2 separate regions of the Mus musculus genome follow, and region 1 is linked to region 2. The links are chromatin contacts, called in public Hi-C maps. All regions are on one chromosome and are shown on one strand. The core of a region is the stretch at or near the end of the contact, and the rest is flanking DNA. Distances in the headings are between cores, read along the strand shown. Region 1 has its middle 19 kb from the start of Fam184a. Region 2 holds the start of Mcm9 (minichromosome maintenance 9 homologous recombination repair factor).

What was found. Hi-C and Micro-C count contacts between places; a contact is called where the count stands out from the background.
Region 1: a contact with region 2 is called in a Hi-C map of natural killer cells, with 4 times the contacts expected there. The contact joins the enhancer-like site here to the promoter of Mcm9 in region 2. A contact is called at or near these places in 1 of 39 promoter capture datasets (3T3-L1-derived adipocytes), 2 of 484 Hi-C or Micro-C datasets (cochlea and natural killer cells), 2 of 115 datasets of contacts at active chromatin or transcription factors (embryonic basal ganglia and forebrain) and 3 of 9 other capture datasets (adipose tissue, liver and pancreatic islet).

What each region holds. Positions count from the first base shown.
Region 1 is chr10:53,767,212-53,772,626 of GRCm38.p6, reverse strand. No RefSeq gene overlaps it. Among named protein-coding and RNA genes, the nearest start is that of Fam184a, 19 kb to the right of the region's middle. Within about 2 kb of position 1,311, at least 8 of the 459 cell types and tissues checked have an H3K27ac peak or open chromatin away from gene starts, as enhancers often do. A contact at or near this core is called in natural killer cells, where this site is marked.
Region 2 is chr10:53,627,849-53,633,811 of GRCm38.p6, reverse strand. Mcm9 (minichromosome maintenance 9 homologous recombination repair factor) reads left to right here and starts at 3,855. Exons shown (of 13, transcript NM_027830.3): 1 at 3,855-4,088. It overlaps Fam184a (family with sequence similarity 184, member A), which reads left to right. Exons shown (of 18, transcript NM_001081428.1): 18 at 97-667. The coding sequence ends at 178.

The DNA.
Region 1 (5,415 bases), core at 62-2,561, 140 kb before region 2:
TACACAGTGAAGCTTATTTTTGCTGCAACTCATTTTAGTTTGTAAGCCTGATTCTAAGTAGGGATTATTTTAGGCACAGGCTTCCTCCTTTCTCGTGCTTCTTGGTGTTTGATTTATGACAATTTCAGTAATCAGGGAGGAAAATTAAGAATTACAGTAAATATTGGTCTACTGCCAATCCTAAGAGGCCAGTTTCTTACATTTATAATCAGCTTCACTTTTTTTGTTAAAAATCACTTTACCAATTAGAGAAGAAAAACATCCTGCTCGTCCCTGTGCCTCACCCTAAGCCCTGGCCCATGGTAAATACTAAGTTCCTTATAGGTATGTCTTTATTTGTAGTGAAACATAAATATCCTTTATTCTTTCCATTTTTATTTTTTCTCTCTCTCTCTTTAAAAAAAAAACAGGCAAAAAACACCCACCAAAAAACTCACCACACACACACACACACACACACACACACACACACACACACACACACTCACATTCACACATGCACATGTAAGTACAGGTGCCCATAGAGTCCAGAAGAGGGTGCTCGATTCCCTGCAGCTGGCTTTACAAACAGGAGTTGCCTGTGGATGCTGGGAACTGAATTCCAGTCCTCGGCAAGAGTACCACACCTGCCTCACCTCTGAGCCATCTTCCAAGCCCTGGTTGGGTTGTTTGTTTGTTTGTTTTCATTGTTTTGCTTTTTTTTTTTTAACTCTGTTGTGGTGATGTGTAAGATGTACCTTTACAGCTGTATGTTCATAATAGTTCATCGTTTGTTTCAGCCTTTGCTTCCCTTTTTCTATTTTAAAATGTTTCTATTTGTAAGAAATGAGAAATTAAAGAATAGGACAGGAAGAAGAGGAACAAGGCAAAGAGCTGAAAGCTTAGCTCTTTCACATAAGTCAATTGAATAAACATTTTTTTTTAAAGAAGGAAGTCACACTTTTAAACTGTGAATCAAGCCAGTCATGAGGCAGAGGTGAGAAAGAACAGTGTGATCCACCAGAAAGAATGAAAGACACTAACGTCATTCTCTGACCCCAGTATGGCATTAGGTACATTAATTAGTCCCCTAAATTTGGTTTCTCCCTTCTTTAGCCCCCAAACTCTGTAGTTCCTCAATTCTTCTTTCTTATCCCTCAAGGTGACACATTAAATCTTCAAGGGAGAAAAGAGGGTGCTTCAAGCAGGACTGTGCAAAGCATATGGTTTTCTCTTTGCACCCTGAATTTGGAAAGGGTGTCTAGAGACCAGCTGTATCCACCAGTGGTAGAATCATAACCAGATCTGAGCATGGGTAGTAGTCGGAAGGGGCACTGGTGTCAGGAAGTGCAGAAAACACAGGTGCAATCATCCATCTCTCACTTCTGTACTGGATACTGTTGCCCTAGAGATGGGCAGAGTCATGTGCCTCAGCATCTCATTATCTTTCTTCTCTTCTTTTACTACTTCTCTTGCCTCAACTTCCAAACTGTACAAAAGATCACCACACTGCAAAATCTACACACCCCAGATGTGGACTGCTTGGAGACAATCCTAGGGGGTAGGGAAGAAGACAGGGACCAGGGGTGCATAGTACTCACAGGTCAGAAAGCAAGCTGAAGAGGAGACTGTTTCAAACCACTGGCTCAGAATACACAGTAAGTACTCTTGCTGTCTGGCACCAAGTGACACTACCTCAAAAGGGCAGTTTTTTGGTCTGTATTCCAATGAACTGTTATCAAAGAATAAAAGAGTTACTTGGAGGAGAAGTGTGAATGGCAAGATTTATGGAACAGTGTAATGTCAAGGAAGAAAACATAGTGTAAAGGAAACCTTTTCACCTGTCTCAAATAAAGAAAAAAGAAAAAAAAGAAAAGAAAAGAAAAGAAAAGAAAAGAAAAGAAAAGAAAAGAAAAGAAAGGAAAACCAATCCTGCAGGCATCCATCCCTGGACTCTGAAGGATGGACGAAAATACACCATTTCTCATCTAAACAGTTTATTATCTTTTCTGCCATGAAATCTGGAGCAAAAGTTGTATTTCCCGGATACCAGATTTGGGACCCAAGAGCAAGGGATTGACCAGTTAATCTGAAGAAAAGCAAAATGAAACAAAAAGCCAACCAGGGTGTCACCAACTCCTGCTCTTAGGATCAACCCTGAGTTCAGCACCAGCTTCATAAGCAGACTGTTTCTCCTTCCATCCCTTGCTTTCTGAAGAGACAAATGTTATTCTGGTAAGAGTGCATACGCCTTATTTATATGTTGGCATTCTTTCCAAAGAAGAGATCGGTGTGTTTGATTAAGGCAGTGGTCCTCAACCTGTGGGTCTCTTTGGCAGGCCTCTACTACCAAAAATATTTGTATGATGATTCATAACAGTAGCAAAATTACAGTCATTAAGTAGTAACAAAAATAGTTTCATAGTTAGGGATCAGTACCACATTAAACGGCTTCAGCATTAGGAAGGTGAGATCCAGTGGATTAAGGGAAACCTATGTACTATTGCCGGAAATATTAATAAGACTGGCAGGCTTCCTGTGATACTGCCAGTGGACCACATGACTCCAGCCAGGTTATCTCAACTCAGCCATCTCTCTCTTGGCTGGAGCTCCAGAGTCCCTTGGCAGATCTCTGCTGCCAGGCCCATGCAATTACTGTATACCCCGTGGTCAGTCACCACAACACTCATCTACCCAGTGGAAACAAAACTCTTGAAGCTGATAATTAACCAATCAGATTTATGTATCAATAAATTCTCAATTTACAAGATGCCAATACAATAATTTCACAACCAACTGATAATGATAAAAGCTTTATCCCAATTATTCTAACCTTATGATAGCATGACTACCTGTGGCTGCTAAAGCCACGCTGGTTATGTTCACCTCCATCTTCCTTTCTCCTTCTCCCCTCAGATGTTCTCTGTCTCTGCAACACTTAGATCTGCCTCCCTTTTCCCTGTCCAATCACAGGCCTCTTGCTGTCCTACCGTAATTTGACAGGGAAAATCCTACAACAAAGTACTATCAGGAAGCAAAGCTTTAGTGTCTTTTCCTGCTCCATCCAGCTCACCTTTGACCCACGCTGCATCTGCAGGAGTCTAGGACATACATGTTTTCATTGTCCCACCACCCATGCTCACACTACCCATCAGAGTTTCTGTTTGAAGTCTTCTTCTGAAGCAATAGGAACTTACGTAGGTGTGGGCAAGGCAAGACCAAAGGATAGGTTAGGAAGACTTTAGAGGAATGGTTAGCCAAAGGGCCAGGAAGCAGTAAGGGACAGAGGCTTCAGCCTCCCATTCTTTGTAAGAACACTCTGACCTGGACTCCGAGTGATTCTTCAGAGTTCCCCCTTAACCAAGATCTGAAGACGTTCAGTAACACGCTGTTATTGACTTTCCCAGATTCCTTTTCTAAAGAACAAAACAAAAAAGCTTCGTGATTCCTTCATATCTTCTACAGTCTTTGAAAATAAACCCCGGAACTTGAGTCCTTATCTCAGGCTCTGCGTTTGAGGTGAGCCAAACAAAAGTATAATACTAAAAGTTCTGCAAGAAAGCAGTCTCCCAGCAGAATAACATAAAATGGTTTATGTCCCAGTGAGATGGAAACAGAAGTCCACACCTTGTAGAGTCAATTTCCTCTGGCCTAACTACAGAATTCTCGTCTGTGGTCAATCAGATGTGGGTGTGGGAAGCATTGCTTATCCAGTGTCTCTGATATTTGAATGAAAAGGGGAACTGTTGATTCTAAGAGTGCACAGTTGGCTGGCTTTCATGAAAGGCCTTCATGGTCTTGAAGGCCTCAATGAAACAGACAGCAAATGATTCAGAGCACTCTGTGAAAGTCAAATGTATTCCCTGGGTACGAGAGAGAGAGAGAGAGAGAGAGAGAGAGAGAGAGAGAGAGAGAGAGAGAGAGAGAGAGAGACTGAGACTGCAGGGAGAAGAAGAAAACCCCAGAATCTGTGCTAAAATATTAGACCCAGAACCTAACTACAGGAGTGGTAGGAAGTAGAAGGACCTGAACGGTGAAGCTCTCCTATGTCAAAGCTCTGTGTCGATGACATGGCTATAATAAGAATGAGCAGGAGCTGATCTTATGAGAAAGACAACGAGGCTTCATTTAAGTGAATAGGAGTGTGACCATGGATGTGAATGTAATCATGAACGTGGATCTGGACAAGGTTATGGATAATAAAGACCTTATGTTCTGGGTGGCTCTTGAATCTCAAAGACCATAGAAGCCAGTCTCTCCTCTTGCTAATGGACTACAGTCTTCCCTGGGCCAAAAAATAAGGAAAACCTCTCTGTCTCTTTTTGTTTGTTTGTTTGTTTGTTTGTTTGTTTGTTTTTCAAGACAGGGTTTCTCTGTGTAGTCCTGGCTGTCCTGGAACTCACTCTGTAGACCAGGCTGGCCTAGAACTCAGAAATTCGCCTGCCTCTGACTCCGCCTCCCAAGTGCTGGAATTAAAGGCACTGCCACCACACCCAGCTAGAAAACCTCTCTTAATTGAATATCTTATAGAACATCAATCTTCCTTGGGATCCTGTCCACTGACTTCCTGGTCACCCACAGGTTGGTAAGGTGCTAACATTTAAGATGAGGGACATAGAATCTCTATTGGAGGCTGTAACTGACTGGAAGAGTTACAGAACAATTCTGACAGAAGACAAGAAATGAGCTATGGCAATAAATTTGAAGGTGCTAAACTAAGTAGAGTGATGGAGATTTAAGAAAGGATGGGTCAAGTTTATTGACTTAGAAACATTTCTTCCACAACCCAAGGCTTAACATTTTGTCAAGGATACCTAGGACTTGTTCCAACATAATTGTTCTAAATGAACCTTGGGACAAAATTATGACATAGAGATTCCTAAGCTGCCTTTGGATTTTAAGGAATGTTCTGGAAAGCTCTAAAGGTGAGAATGGGTCTTTTAAGTGATATTCCATTAACTGTGTTTCCTAGGATAGTCCTTCCCGTGGCGGATAAGAAATGCACTAGCATTTTCTAAAAGGTCAGAAGAAAGTGTATCCACAGAATACATCTCCATAGAGCCTATGGGAAAAAAATAAAAATAGGATTTTAGAGTTCAGATAGCTAGACTGAAACATCAAAGGCCAGGTGGGCATACTCAGTACAACAGACGAGATGGCCAAAAGTAACCAGAACTCTGGAGTTGTAGGGGTTTGGGGGTTACAACTAATAGACGTTTGTATTCCTAGGTGTGGGGGCGGCAGGCATGGAATTTCAACATTATAATTTGACTTACGTCAACAACAACAACAACACCAACCCCCCCAAAAAAGAAAGAAAGAAATCAAACAAGTAAATATTGGGACTAGACAAGGCTTTGCAACCATAATTGGAAAATATGATCGGGGTGAGTTTCCAGGTCACAACCAGTTATCAGGCCCAGAGCACAGTGGCTG
Region 2 (5,963 bases), core at 2,606-5,105:
CCAGTTGTGGAAATCAACGCTTGTATTTAATTGCTTTCCCATTGCTTTGCAAACTATTTAATCCTGGGTTACATGTCTCTCTTTTTATGAATTCAGTCCTCCTCAGAGTGAAGCTTCCCCAGTGGCTTCTCCAGACCCCCAGCGCCAGGAGTGGTTTGCCCGGTACTTCACATTCTGACTGAATTTTGCTGGCACAGCTCTGTGTGGACTGTTCCAAGAGCATGACTGCATAGGAATCATTATGTGGACAGGCCTTTCTATGTAAAACACTGTGAATGAGAAAGTGTTTGTCTCTCCGATTTGAAAATGCACTGTATTCCCTGTGATATTTATTGGAATCACTCTCTGAGGTACTATATTATGTGTGTAATTATAACAATTATTTTTATTTTAGATGGAAGTCTTAATCTTTGTAATTACTGCATAATAAATTTTGTTAGAACAAATGTTTTTCGTGGTTGTTTTCTATCAAGTGTGCTTTAAACACTTTTTAATACCAGGTATAAGACTTGTCAATAAGTTTTACTGCACTAATGATCATAAATTGTTACTTCAAGAGTCTTAATATCAATATAGGGAAATTTATTATTATCTTACATTGTTGTGTATAATTCTAACTATATAATTGTTAACATTTATAAATCCAGAATAAAAGAATTTATGTAAATTGTGTACTTCCAAGTATATGAATTCTTGTTGGTTTGTAGCTTTTTCTTTTTTGATTCCAATAGATGAGATGTAAACCTTCAATAAAGTTAGTATCTATGAGTAATATTACTTAGGGCTAAAGTTGGTATGTAAAAAAGGTCTACTATAATTTGTCTTAAAAGGAAGGTTATGCCAGGAATAGTGTATGTACTTTAATCTCAACACTTGAGATTACTGTGCACTGGAGGCCAACATGGTCTATTAGTGCCAGCTAGGCTATATAGTGAGACCTTGTCTTCAAAACAAAACACACAAACGCCTGCTTGCCAGTTTTCATAGTAGCATGGTTTCTGTTGACATATAAGATGTCATATTTGGGGGGTTTTATCCACTTTTTATGAGTGCCTATGTCTATGTGCATGTATTTTGAGTGCACGTATATGCACATACATGAAGAGGCCTAAAGTTGACGTCAGGAATCATCATGCATCCCCCTTTTACAGAATTTATTTTACAGAAACCTAGAGTTCACTGAGGTGATGAGTCTTATTAGCTGATCTCCTTCCTCCACCTTCCAGGATTGAAATTGCAGGTGGACAACCCTGCCCTCCAAGCAATTATGTGAGTTCCTAAGACCCCAACTCTTCCAGACCTTACATTTGTGCAGCAAGTGCTTTAACCCAAGCCCTTTCTCCTGCCCCACATTTCACTTAAGCTTTAGTCCACCTTAGCCAAATACTTTGTAGTGACTCTAAGATCAGTAGACGTCTCCAAAAAAGTTAGTTATGTTAAGTCACTTTTGCCTGCTAATAAGTAGTTTCTGTGAACTCTGTCACCAAATAGATGAATGTGGCTCATCTGATGGCTGCAGTGCCATGCACGAGATTCAGGTCAGGGTAGCTATCAAAATGGGCTTGTCTTGGGACTCACTTAGAGACATAAAAAATAAAATAAAATAAAAAATAAGTCTCTTCATCCCAAAAGGGAAGGGACCAATAGACCAAAGATTCTACCAAGTCTAGCTTCCCAAATGTGTTTATTTGGAGTTGATCACATGAGGTGGGTAATGCAGGCGAAGCTTGTACCACAGAAAGTCCCATGCAAAAGCCATGGGGTATGGCTCAGTGTCAAGAGTACTTGGTGAACCTGAGTTCAAGCCTATGACTCCTTACAGGTTGTTCTCTGACTTGCCTAAGTTTGAATCCCAGGATCCACCACAATAAATAAATAAATAAATAAATAAATAAATAAATAAATAAATAAATAAATAAAATTCTATACTTTTTAAAAATGTATCACTCCAAGTCATTTTTAAAACCTCTTACCTACTTTTATGAGGATGGATAGGAGAGAGTGGTGACTGGGATGAGAAGTAAAGGTCTTCTGTGGGTCCTAAAACCCCTCTTCTCTCCAAGATGGAATGTTCACAACTCAGTTGTCATTACCATAGACCTGGCTATCAGTTTTATTGCCCGGCTCACTATAGGCCATGGTCTTCTGCAAGCTAATAGCTCTCTCTCTCTCTCTCCCTCTCTCTCTCTCTCTCTCTCTCTCTCTCTCTCTCTCTCTCGTGTGTGTGTGTGTGTGTGTGTGTGTGTATACACCTGTGTAAAGGCTATACTACAAGACTTAAGAGTGCTCTATTAGCCATTTATGGTGGTTCACACCCATAATCTTAAGAAGCAGAAGGACCGCAGACTGGAGGCTATTGTGAGCTACCTAACAAGACTGTGTCTCAAAAAAAATTTAATACTTCTACTCATTGTAGAGTCAAAAACGCAACCCTTACCTCAAAAGGAGAGAACAGTTTATCCTGGAACAAACTATGAGTGGCTATGGTCCAGTTTCTCCCCTTCCGTGGTCCAATGTACTAATAGTGCTCCAATGTGTGAAGTTTTTATAGGGACATAAAATCATTAAGATTGAACCAATGTATCATACAGGTGTACTGCTTAATTTCAAATGTCAACTTGCCTTAACCAAGAATTACCTCAGAAAAGAGATTTTTTTTTTTTTTGCTTGTTTGTTTTGTTTTGTTGAAATGTATCTGGCTGTCCTGGAACTCACTTTGTAGATCAGGCTGGCCTTAAACTCACTGAGATCAACCTGCCAGAATTAAAGGCCTTTGCCACCATGCCTAGCTGAGAAGGGAGTCTGAATTAAGGAACTGCCTGTATCAGATTGACCAGTAGGAATGTCTTTGAGACATTGTATCCTTAACTGATGTAAAAAGAGGGCCTGGCCCTAGGAAGTAACACCCTTAGGCTCTAATGTAGAAAGTCTTCAGGAACAATTTGAAGTTCAGAAAAACACTTATTAGTTGAGCTAGGGACATTTTGAGATCAGGGAACATGAACGGTGGCAGCACGTGCTGACATGACTCTCTTGCTGAAGCTGAGTTGGGGTCAAGATAATGAATTTCTTTTTTGTTTTTGTTTTTTCGAGACAGGGTTTCTCTGTGTAGCCCTGGCTGTCCTGGAACTCACTCTGTAGACCAGGCTGGCCTCGAACTCAGAAATCTGCCTGCCTCTGCCTCCCAAGTGCTGGGATTAAAGGCGTGCACCACCACGCCCGGCCAGATAATGAATTTTTTATATCCAATTTTGCCCTCAGCTGCCTGATTTGATTTAATAAAAATTGCTGATAGGTAGATGTGCAGTCAGAGGATTTAAAGTAGAAGTGACTTCACAAAACCGTAACACCACTTATAAAATTTAGCTCGAAATGGATCAGAGAACTACACGAAATGGAAAATATTGTGACGTGGAAGTAGGCAGATTCCTTAAATACATCGCCAACCCAAAAAAAAAAAAAAAACAAAAACAAAAAAAAAACAACAAAATCACTTGTGTTCTAAGATATCTGAAGGTGCAAACCAAAGTCGAGTCCCAGATCGCCCACATCCCGCCCTAATACGTCACCAGGGTTCCCCTTCTCTCCGCCCTAGTCTCCACCCCGCGTTCGCCCATCACCAATCCGCGGAATTCCTGCCAGCCTGAATTATCCACTTCACCCTAAACCCGCCCTCGAAGCCGGTGTCCCGCTCAAACCCCGCCCCATGCCTCCGAGACCCGCCCCTCAGACGTCTTGTCCGGCCCAAACCCCGCCTCCAGCTCCCCGAGTCCCGCCTCTCTCCCTGCTCCCGCCTCCCGCTCGCAGACTCCAGCGTCCGTCCTGGCGCGCGCCCGCCTGCGTCCGCACCCGGAAGAAGCCCCAGCGGCCGGAAAGTTGAGGCAGTGCGCGGCTCGGGGTCCGCGGGAAGCTCAAGTCCTTCAGAGGCCGAGCGAGAGCAGCGCGAAGAAGCCTGCGCGCCCCCGCGCAAGGCGGCCCCCTCGAGCGGCCGCGCGCACGCCCCGCCCCCTCCAACGCCGCGCGGGTCGGGCTGGGGCGACCACGGCCGCAGCGCGGTCCCGGCGACCAAGACAGTGCGTGTTGAGCCCGTAAGTGACCACCGCAGCGTGAGGTCCCGGGGGATCGTTTCCCTCCCGTGGTTAGCGTCAGGTCTCGTCCGCATCCTTTAATTTCTAAACTCCCCGCAGGGCTGGGAGGCCACAGCCAACCACCTGTGGATTAGAAGCGAATTTCCAAATGCTTTCCAAAGCATCCCTCCGCTAGGCTCTCGCTCGCCAGGCGGCCTGGAGGCGCGCAATGAGCGCGCACCCGCGAATGGCGCGCAACGCGGGATTGAGACGCGCGGGGCGTGGCCACAGCTCCCGAGGGGCGGGGCTACGCGAGCCTAGGTGAGGGACAAGGCTCTATCCCCAAACTGCTCTTTTTGGCGCCACCTTGCAGTGGATAGTATGAAATAAAGCAAAGCCATTTTATTTGTTTGGATGCCAGAGGCAAGAGGAGAGAGAATTTGATAGTTGTACAACCATCGTCCCCCCTCCCCTAGACAGTAAATGGCTTAAGTTTGTAACGGGATGCCTGAGTTTATAGGTTGATAAACTTGTCTAATTGCACGGATGTTGGAAAAAAAAAAAAAGAAGAAGAAAGCTGTGTTTAAAAAATATCGGTCTGTTTAACACTGTAATTTACCGGTTTAACTAGGCAAACATTTAACCTGCCCCTGTTAGGAACTTAAAATTCTTTGCCCGCCCTCTTTCTGCGCTGTTGGAGTTGGGTATGTTGTTAATTGTTGTTTCGGATTTCTGCTCTACATTCACTTTGTATTTGTAAAATCGTAAAGATATTCCTTTGGTCACTCTTGAGGGTAGTGCTGTGATTTTTTTTTCCCAGCTAAGATCCACATCATGAAATACTATGATCCCTTTCCCAAATAATCTCTTTTTTTACTCTTGGCTGATTGATTATGCTATTACCTAACCAAAACCAAGTCGCTTAGTATTTTAGTGTTGGCTTACTTTGACTGATTCTCTGAAAAATACTCTCTTAATCTCATACCAGCCTCCTGTACTTGTCAGTGTTCTTGGCTTAAGTGTGATGCAACTTTATACTTTATACCTCCCAGCTGAGCAGGTGTTCAGAGAGGGCAGAATCAGTAGCCAGTGTGATCCACCTCAGGGATGCCAAACTGAACTTTAACTGAACTATATCTAGTCTTCTTTAGTCATAGTATTTATAGAGGATGATATATGTTACATAAATAAAATAAGTCCAATATAAACCACACCTTTGCTAAGGTGCTTAGAGCTAGTATGGAATCTCCAGGGCAGTTCATGGTTTCTTCTCTGGTACTTGTCAGCTCATTTAAATTGAAAATCAATCAATCAATCTCTGTGTGTGTGTGTGTGTGTGTGTGTGTGTGCGCGCGCGCACACGTGTGTGTGTGTGTGTGTGTGCGCGCGCACGTGCACACGTGCACCTGAATGTTCTGTGCAGCACATGTGTTGCCATCAGAGTCCAGGGGCATCAGATCCCCTGGAACTAGAGTTACGTGCAACTGTGAGCCCTTCCTATCATGGTGATGGGATCCAAATCCAGGTCCCCTAGAAGAGCAGCACGTGCTCTCAGCCTGTGCTGTCTGTCCAGAACCACCTTCTCACTCTTACTCACGTTACCTTCTTAGTCCTTCTGGAATGGTTTGCTTTAGATCGTCACTTGGGTCTCCGAGGGCCTGGTACCTTTTACTGTGCTTTTTCTTTCATTTGTGAGGATACTGGCTTGTGCATGGTAGACATTAGGAAGTGCATATAGAATCAGGTGTAGGATTTGTGATATGACAGTACATATGAACATGAGATAGGCTCCCTATGTTTGTAAATACACATTTGAGAAAGAAAGACTTGCTCAGAGAGTCAAATAGGTGAAGTAGAGTATATATAATATTTCTTTGCAGTCTTATTGTCCGAAAC